Regions from separate parts of the Mus musculus genome. Here region 2 is linked to region 1. A link is a contact called in public HiChIP or PLAC-seq data. All regions are on one chromosome and are shown on one strand. Each heading gives the region's core, a stretch centred on a gene start, on an enhancer-like site or on the middle of the called end of the contact. The rest is flanking DNA. Distances are from core to core; before and after follow the strand shown. Region 1 has its middle 62 kb from the start of Gm41976. Region 2 overlaps BC034090 (cDNA sequence BC034090).

The links. HiChIP or PLAC-seq counts read pairs in DNA pulled down with a chosen protein or histone mark.
Region 2: a contact with region 1 is called in an H3K27ac HiChIP or PLAC-seq map of acute myeloid leukemia, with 4 times the contacts expected there. The contact joins two enhancer-like sites. A contact is called at or near these places in 5 of 115 datasets of contacts at active chromatin or transcription factors (acute myeloid leukemia, differentiating embryonic stem cells, embryonic stem cells and 2 more).

The regions. Positions count from the first base shown.
Region 1 is chr1:154,847,579-154,851,671 of GRCm38.p6, forward strand. It overlaps a transcript of Cacna1e not described here. Among named protein-coding and RNA genes, the nearest start is that of Gm41976, 62 kb to the right of the region's middle. Within about 2 kb of position 1,828, at least 32 of the 459 cell types and tissues checked have an H3K27ac peak or open chromatin away from gene starts, as enhancers often do. A contact at or near this core is called in acute myeloid leukemia, where this site is marked.
Region 2 is chr1:155,221,649-155,225,466 of GRCm38.p6, forward strand. BC034090 (cDNA sequence BC034090) reads right to left here. Exons shown (of 10, transcript NM_001370865.1): 5 at 3,263-3,818; 6 at 1,627-1,783. Among named protein-coding and RNA genes, the nearest start is that of Gm31102, 20 kb to the right of the region's middle. Within about 2 kb of position 1,568, at least 169 of the 459 cell types and tissues checked have an H3K27ac peak or open chromatin away from gene starts, as enhancers often do. A contact at or near this core is called in acute myeloid leukemia, where this site is marked.

The DNA.
Region 1 (4,093 bases), core at 578-3,077:
AGAGGAGGCGGTGAAGGGAGAACCCAATGCATTAATTATTCAAATTTATTCTTGTTTAACTTCAGAAATAATAATGAGGAATTCAATATTTCTAGAAAGACTGCCTAGGTAGGAGACCTTAAGATTTCTTTGACAGAGCTAGGAAATATAGTCTTCGTCTCTATTTGATCTTGTCTCTCACAATTATTTAACCTCATAATTCTTAATTTACTAATGAATTCACTTGGACTCAGAAAAGGATGTTGTTAATGCCAGCGGAAGTCCCCACTCTTCCTCATCCATGCTCATGCCTATTTACTTAGACAACAGAATCTTGTCCTCAACTCTTTGTAAGAAGGTTTTTTTATTAAAAACAGAAAGAGTTTGTGTAACCAAAAGGGCCAGGGCCTCTGCCACCCCAGACTCCTCATCTATCCTTCTGGCTGGTCAAATCCTCTGAGAATGACAGGATTAAAGTATGAAAAATAAGATAGCACAGTTAAAGTATAGGAATGTGATCTGGCACTTGTTAGCAGTGCTCCCTGGAGCACCCATCAACCATCAAGCACTGCCTGCTCCAGGTGTGGATTCCTGGACTCACTCCTGACCCACTCGTTCCACCTCTCCTTTCACGACTGTACCTAGAGAAGACTGGGACTATATATGTCTTGTTCATTCTGCACACTCAGCCAAATAATACAGGCCTAGTAAATGCTAGGCAACTTCATAAATCCTTCCTCAATTGATCAATAAGTCCTGTAATTGTATATATTGTAGATGAGAAAGGGAAGGGAAATGGGGTGGGAACTTGTGGACACATCTAGATCCTACTCACAAGTCCTGGTTCTACTGAGACAGAATGCCAGTCTGCATGGAACTGCCTCTAGTGCAGAGCTGTTTTGGAATTACTCTGACATGTGTGGTAGTTTGGACGTGAAATGTTTCTTGTATTTGAACACTTAGTCCCTGTTGGGATGGTTGTGTACAATGTGTATTCAAATGCTTGGTTCTGTGCACTGTGTATTCAGATGCTCATTACTGGGTCCAGAGATCTGGTTGCAATCCTGAGGTTAGCATTGTCAAGCATCTCCTGCCTTAATGTATCAAAATTGTTTCCCATCCCCTCTGATTGGTTAATAAAGAGCTGATCAGCCAATAGCTGCACAGGAGAGGAGGAGGCTGGACTTTTGATCCCAGAGAGAGATTCTCTAACCAAGAGAGATGGGGGGCTGGGGTTGTCAGAGAGAGTCATGAGAGGACTCTCATTGATGGAGCAGATGCAACCAGAGAGAGACAAAGATGGCAGGCAATGGGGCACGTGGCTGAGTAATACATAGCATGGTCCGGTTAGAATAGGTGAGAACCCTGCCCAGCTATAGTGCAAAAGGTTTTTAATAAATAAACCAGGTCTCTGTGTCATTATTTCAGAGCAAAGGCTGGGGAAAAAAGCCCTGTGTTTTCACAATCCTAGCTATTGGTGCTGGAGGTTGTGGAATGTTTATGAAAGTCTTCCTGGGGAAGTTGATCATTATGATGGAGGCCTTGAAGTTTGCAGGCAGGTCAGGTTCTCTTCCTGCAGAGGTATAAGTAGCTGCACATAGACCTGCTGCCGTGGACCTCCCCACCACGGGACCTTCCCCACCCATCACACTTTTCCTGCCATGTTACACCAAATTCCCTCAAACCATGGCTATAGTCAGCTTCTCCTACCTTAAGTTTCTTCTTGCTAGATATTTAGTAATACCAACGGACAAATACCAATTTCCTGAACCCAGTTAGGGTAATGAAACCCATATGCAAATTAAACCACCCAAGGAACCATTCGGTTTCAAGAAGTTCCACTTTTAACATAGCTAACCTTGTGGGGTTTCATTGTAAACAAGTTAGCCACACATGCCCAGACCACTTCACTCCAAGCTGCAAAGGTAGGGAAGACAGAAGAAGAAGCATAAAGGGAAGAAGAGTGGCCATAAGCCCTGAAGAGCAGGGATCACCTTTGTCCCTCTTCTTTGTCTCAGGAATCCCTGAAAATTCCCAAGGAACAACCAGAACCAGCACAAGGGAGGCTCCCTGCATCAGCAGCCATAATTTATATTCCTCATGGGATTTCCAGAGGAGTGCTCTCAGAATGACTGATGGCTGGTCAAGGGAAGAAGAAAATCGCATACATGAGTTTCCAAAAAATTGAAATGAAGAATGAGGTCTCAGGGGAAGCTGCCAGGATAATTAAAGCATTCATTCAGGCTCTGGTTTGCCTGAGAGCAACGGGCTCCTGTGAGTGCCACTAAATTTTGCCACAATAAAAATCTGTGCCCCCAAGGTGGACTCCCAGGCAGGGTTCTGCTCAGAAAGGAGCCCCTTCCTCGAAGTCTCTTGCAGCCACACTCAAAGGCATGCTCGGCAGCCAAGGATCTTCAGTTGAAATGTCTCTCTTGGACATTTGGGATCTTCATGTCAGGAAGATGAGGTACTGAGAGGGAGACTGTCTAGGCCACCATTAAAGCCTGCACAAGAAGGAGGACCTGAGTTCGGATTCCCAACCCCTACTTTAAAAATCCAGGCGTGGTAGTACATGTTTGCAAGCCTGGGGGGACAGGAAGGGGAGACAAGCAGATCTCCAGCGTTTTCTGGCCAGCCAGTCTAGTCCACTGGTGAACCTGGGTTTAGTAAAAGACAGAGTCTCCACAGAGAAGGTGGAGAGTAACAGAGGAAGGCACCCAACATTAACCTCTTGCCACCCCATATACATGTGCACACATATGGTGAGTGCATGTGTGTGCATGTGTGCATACACATACACACAATTATAAAATTAAATTTAAAAGAAAGAAGAGGAAAGAACATTATGTGTTGTTTCAGATTCCAGGGACATTGATATGTAAGGGCAGTGGAGTCCATTCAGATCCTGTGGCTTAGCTGGTCCTAGACAGCATCCTCTGAAGGTTGCTTCGGTGCTCCTGTCTATAAGGCAAGCAGCTGCCTCTGGCCAGCCATCCTGCTGTGATCTCCTTGTGCAGCCTCAATAATTAACATCCAGGCAAAGTGCCTTTTGTGCCTTCAGCTGAGTCGCTGTCATTCATTACTAGGAAAGGAAAATATTTACCAAATTCAACATGACAAACAGCACAATACTCAAAAAAAAAAAAAAGCTGCCCTACCCAGCATGCTGGGGCCTGCTTGATGGCACCAGCTCTGCTACCCAAGAGACCTGAAAGAATCATTAAGTTTAGATACCAGGAGCCCCATTGCAGGAGGAAGCAGTTAGGGTTGCTCTTACAGAAAAGTCTGTCCTCAAACCTGTGGGTCTTTAACCTAAAGTTAGAGGTGGACAGAGGGGCTCTGGTGTCCTCTGAGTGGGATCCTCTTAAATAGGAATTCTGTCTGCATTATCATGCAGATACAAACTGCACATTGTTTCTTAAGCAAAAAAATAAGTGTCAGGCTGAATCTGAGAATGAAAGGACAGAAGAGACAACTCTGATGACAGGCAGTCATCTCTCCGTTCTTCCGTTTCGGTTTGAACCTTTTCTGGTTGGGAAGACACTTGGGACTTTCCAGATTCATGAGCAGTCATGCATTACAGAAAACTAGAACAGTCCCAAGAGAATTCAAGGCTAAAATAAATCATCTATGGGACAAGGCTGGAGGATGCTTCATTCTGATGAATGGCAGGAAGTTGAACGCCGTTCTCCAAAATGGTGGGAGAAAGATCCAAATACAAGGGCTTGCAAGAGTGAAGACAGGGCTAAAATCTTAAACAAGATGACCAAGGAAGATGTTCCTGGGAAAATAACTCTTAAAGATGTATGAGGATCGGAAGACTGAACTGTGGAACTAGCTTGAGGATGCAAAGAACAGACAAAAGCTAGCACAGGTATCTGAAGGGCTGACATCAATGTTCAGGAACCTGTGGCCCCAGCATTTCTACCACTACTGCACCTTCAGCTATGCAGAGATATCCAGCACACACCCTGCAAAAGCTAGCTTGACTTGAGCAAGGCTTCATCTCAGCCTTTTGGGTTCAAGGGCCTATCTGAAATGTCCAGTGGCCTCTTCCTCAGGTCAAGTGTGAGAAAGGTAGAGATTAGCCTTGTATAAGTATGGGGAAGGCAAA
Region 2 (3,818 bases), core at 318-2,817, 370 kb after region 1:
CCAGTGGACCAGGGCCCATGTCCTCAAGGAGGTTCTAAGAATCAGGCTGTAGCAAGGAGAGCCACGCAGACTCTGCCAGGTACCCCGTGAAAGTAGAAGCCATCCACTCCGCTCCCGCGGGATGTCTCACAAGCCTCCTATCTGTCCGCCCTCAGCTAAGGGAATAGAGAAACTTATCAACAACAGGCCACAAGAAGAAGAGAAGCCAAACAGTGATGTGTGGGGTGAAGCAGGGTGGGACTAGGCACTTATTTTAAATAGTTTCCAGGGAAGAGCTCTTTGGCAGAAAACAATCTTTATACCAAGGGCCAATGACAGGAAGGAGTCAGGCCCTTAAGCCTGAAGTGAGAACTGTTAGAGCACAGAACAGCTGGGACCTCTGTCTGAGCAGAAACAAATGTGATGAGTTCAATGACAGCAGCCAGGTAGGGAGAGAAGCAGGAAGGGGTGTGCGGTGAAGCCAGGCAGGCAGGGAAGTCCCACCACGCCAAGCACTGTCAGCCCCGGGAAGAGGAGAGGAGAGGCTACTGTGGGGCTTTAAGTAGGACAATGATACCATTTAATTGGGTTCTAAAAAAATATTCCCTTGTGCAGCTAAGAAGCGAGACAGCTTAGACCAGATGGTAGAGAGAGGGGCTGGGGGCTGGCGAGGGCTGCCGGTGGGTAAGGGAGGGAAAGCAGGAGGAGGCAGATCGAGGTCTAAGCTGTGGGGACAGCACCACAGCTGCTGGGAAGGGGGTGTGGGGAAAGCAACCGTGGTGTTTTTATTGAGGGAACAGCTAGATACTTGAGAGAGATGTCCAGGAGGAACTGGCCAGACAGTCCTCACATTGTGGCAACCGTCCAGACCTGTCTGGGCCGTCAGGAGGCCGAGTGCTGTGTGCAGTCACAGGATACAGTCTGGAGCTGGGAAAGCCCTTACAAGTACCAGGTTTGCCTAGGCTTTGAACTTGGTCCAAGGAGGTTCCAGCAAGGTCTCAGGTGGCTAGGCCTCAGCTGGTGCAAGGAAGGGGATCAGTTTGCATCCTGGGAGCACCTTGAGGGCTGTGGCCCTCAGCTGTATCATTAGTAGCTGGGGCTCAAGGGTGGGGATATTACTCCGTGCCTCAATGAAGTCCGTCAGATAAAGAGAATTAGCAAAGGTGGGGCTGGAGTAGGTCAAGTGCATAGAAGTGGCATAGAAGCCTGAGGACCTGAGTTCAGATCCCCAGTGCCCACTTACAAGCCAGGCCACGCAGAGCAGCACGTCTGTAACCCCAGTTCCAGGAGGCAGAGACAATGTGGGTTGGGGGTTCAAACACACGGTGTGAGGCAACTAAGTAAGATTCCCCCAATGTTAACATCTGGCCTGTATATATACTTAGATACGTACAGCCATGTGTCCCCAGACACACGTGTACCCGGTTTTCCCTATGAGCACACATGTACAACACACACACACACACACACACACACACACACACACACACACACACACACACAGAATTAGGGAGGGTGGTTTAGGGCACCAGGATGTGGTCTAGGGCCTTCTGGGTCTGGAAGAGGAAGTTAAGAGACACTATGCTCCAGGTGGTATGTCCCCATCCAGCATGCCTTATGTCGTCAGGGCTTGCTCCTGCCACTCACCCAGTGGGCACATGGCCCCCAGAGCTGGATCCTGTCCTCTGTGAACCTCCTCCCCACTCCTGGCTGCGCTCAGGCTCCTCTGAGGTAAGGGCGAGGGTGATGGCTGTAGAGTTGACAGTGGCGATATCCACTGACTGGAGAGAGTCCTGGAGTGTTCCTGCAACAGCCACAGAGCCGCCCCTGCTACATGACTGTCCCCACAGGTCACACGGGGGAAAGGCCCATTTCCCAGCCTGACCTGAGGAGCAGGAGATGCCGGGGAGAGGTGGGAGCCGTAGGAGCAGAAGCAGTAGAAGCCCAGGAAGCAGTCAGTGAAGGAGGCGGGGCTCATCCTTGAGCATCTGCTAAACTGGAAACTTTGAGGATAAGAGTGGGGGTGCTATGGAGGACTGTGGACTACTGTTACCCCATCACCCAGCTGGGCACCTAATAAGTATTTGTTAAGTGTTAGTTACTTGTGGTAGGTCATGCCCATTCCGTGTCAAGGGACACAGTCGAGAACTGGGGAAACAATCTAAAATTGCCACAGCTTTTACTATAGCTTCCATCTTGGGTCCATTGTATGCACTTGGTGATATGAAGGGTGACTGAACCCTTCATAGACTTGCCCTGTGGTTCCCACGAGACAGGCTGTATCTTAACCCTCCCCGTCTAGATAAGAAAACATGAGGATAGAGAGAGGAAGCGGTTACCCAGGGGCCCTGTCACTAATAAGAGAATCCTCACTAAGTTCTCAAGGAAGTGCAGACTCAGGGTTCCCAGAAAGGTCACTGCATCTCAGAAGGTCTGCAGGACGTGGCTAGGTTCACACCAGCCTGGAGCCCACACAGGAGAGGGAGGCACAGCTGAGCTCGGTGTGGAGGGCGGGAGATGGGTGGAGGCAGAACAACTAGGGGGGAGAGGCTTTGCCTCAGCAACTTCACTGCTGTCCGCTGGGATCACAGCAGTGCGGATCAGAGCGGGCACAGAATCTGCCCACGGCGAGACTCCTCCTCCCTAGGGCAAGGAGCTTTGGCAGCCTTGCCCATTAGAATCTACTAGCAGGTCGGACAACCAGGGCCACGGAGGGATCAGAGCGGCAGCTTGCTGTAGTGCTCCCCCTGCTGGTCACTGCACCCCACAGACACGTGTGACCACAGAGAACCTTAAGGGCAGGGAGCCTGCTTGAGTAATTTCCCACAGTGCGCAGGACAGGTCTGAGCTTGTACAGGGTGCATGACCAACAGTGAACAAGGCAGTGCAAAGCACAGAAGAGAGAAGGTGGAAGAGGCAGGTGACTGTCGGTAGTCACTCTTCTAAACAACAGTAGATTACTCATAGTTTACAAGAGTCAAATGCCCACAAAGCCTGGCCCCAGCAGCTGTGGACTGAAGCTTCCCCTACACACCCCAGAGTTCCCATCTGGCTCCATCCCCACCGAGGTCCAAGCCCCTGCTCCCCATCCCCCAAGCACAGAACACTGGCTAACTTGCTCCATGCTCTTGCTAAGTCCTGCACCCAGCTGGTGCTCCCCTACATCCTGCAGGCCTGCTGCTGCTCTGAGGGATCCACAAGGTGCTGGGGGCTGGGGGGAGGGGGAGTTATGGGCCTTATCCTAAGGTGATTAGGATGGAGAGCAAATGACAGCAGTCCTTACCATCTCCATTGCTCTCCAGAGGCAGCACAGGCTCCTGACAGCACTGGTCCTTTTCAGATCTATTCCTGTGGACAGCCACTCCTGAGGGCCCCTGCAGCCCTAGAGGGATGCTGCTGCTGGAGTTGTTGTTGAACAGGTCCAGCAGTGGATGCTTGACTTGGGGGCTACAGGGTTGGGGTTGGGGTCGCGTGAGAACCACAGTTCTTGGAGGGGACACAGGCAGGGGGCTATCCATATGCTCTGCCTGGTGTTCCTGCCAGTGATGCCCCTTCTGGACTGACTTCCTCGGAGGCATAGGGCAGAGGGATTTCCTCAAAGAAGGAGGGGTTGGCACTTCCTCGGGGAGGGTCAATGTTGACTGTGAGGCTGGGAGGGGTGCAGAGGGCTCTTCATGGCTCCGTTGGAGGGGAGAAGTGCAGAGAGTTTTCAGAGACTCATGGCTTTCAGGAACTTGGTCTGGTGGTTGGCCTGATCCTGAGGACCCACGTGTCTTGGAAAACGGCACAGCATAAGCTGTCCTGCATGGAGATCTGCAGTCCTCGGGGTGGGCACAGTG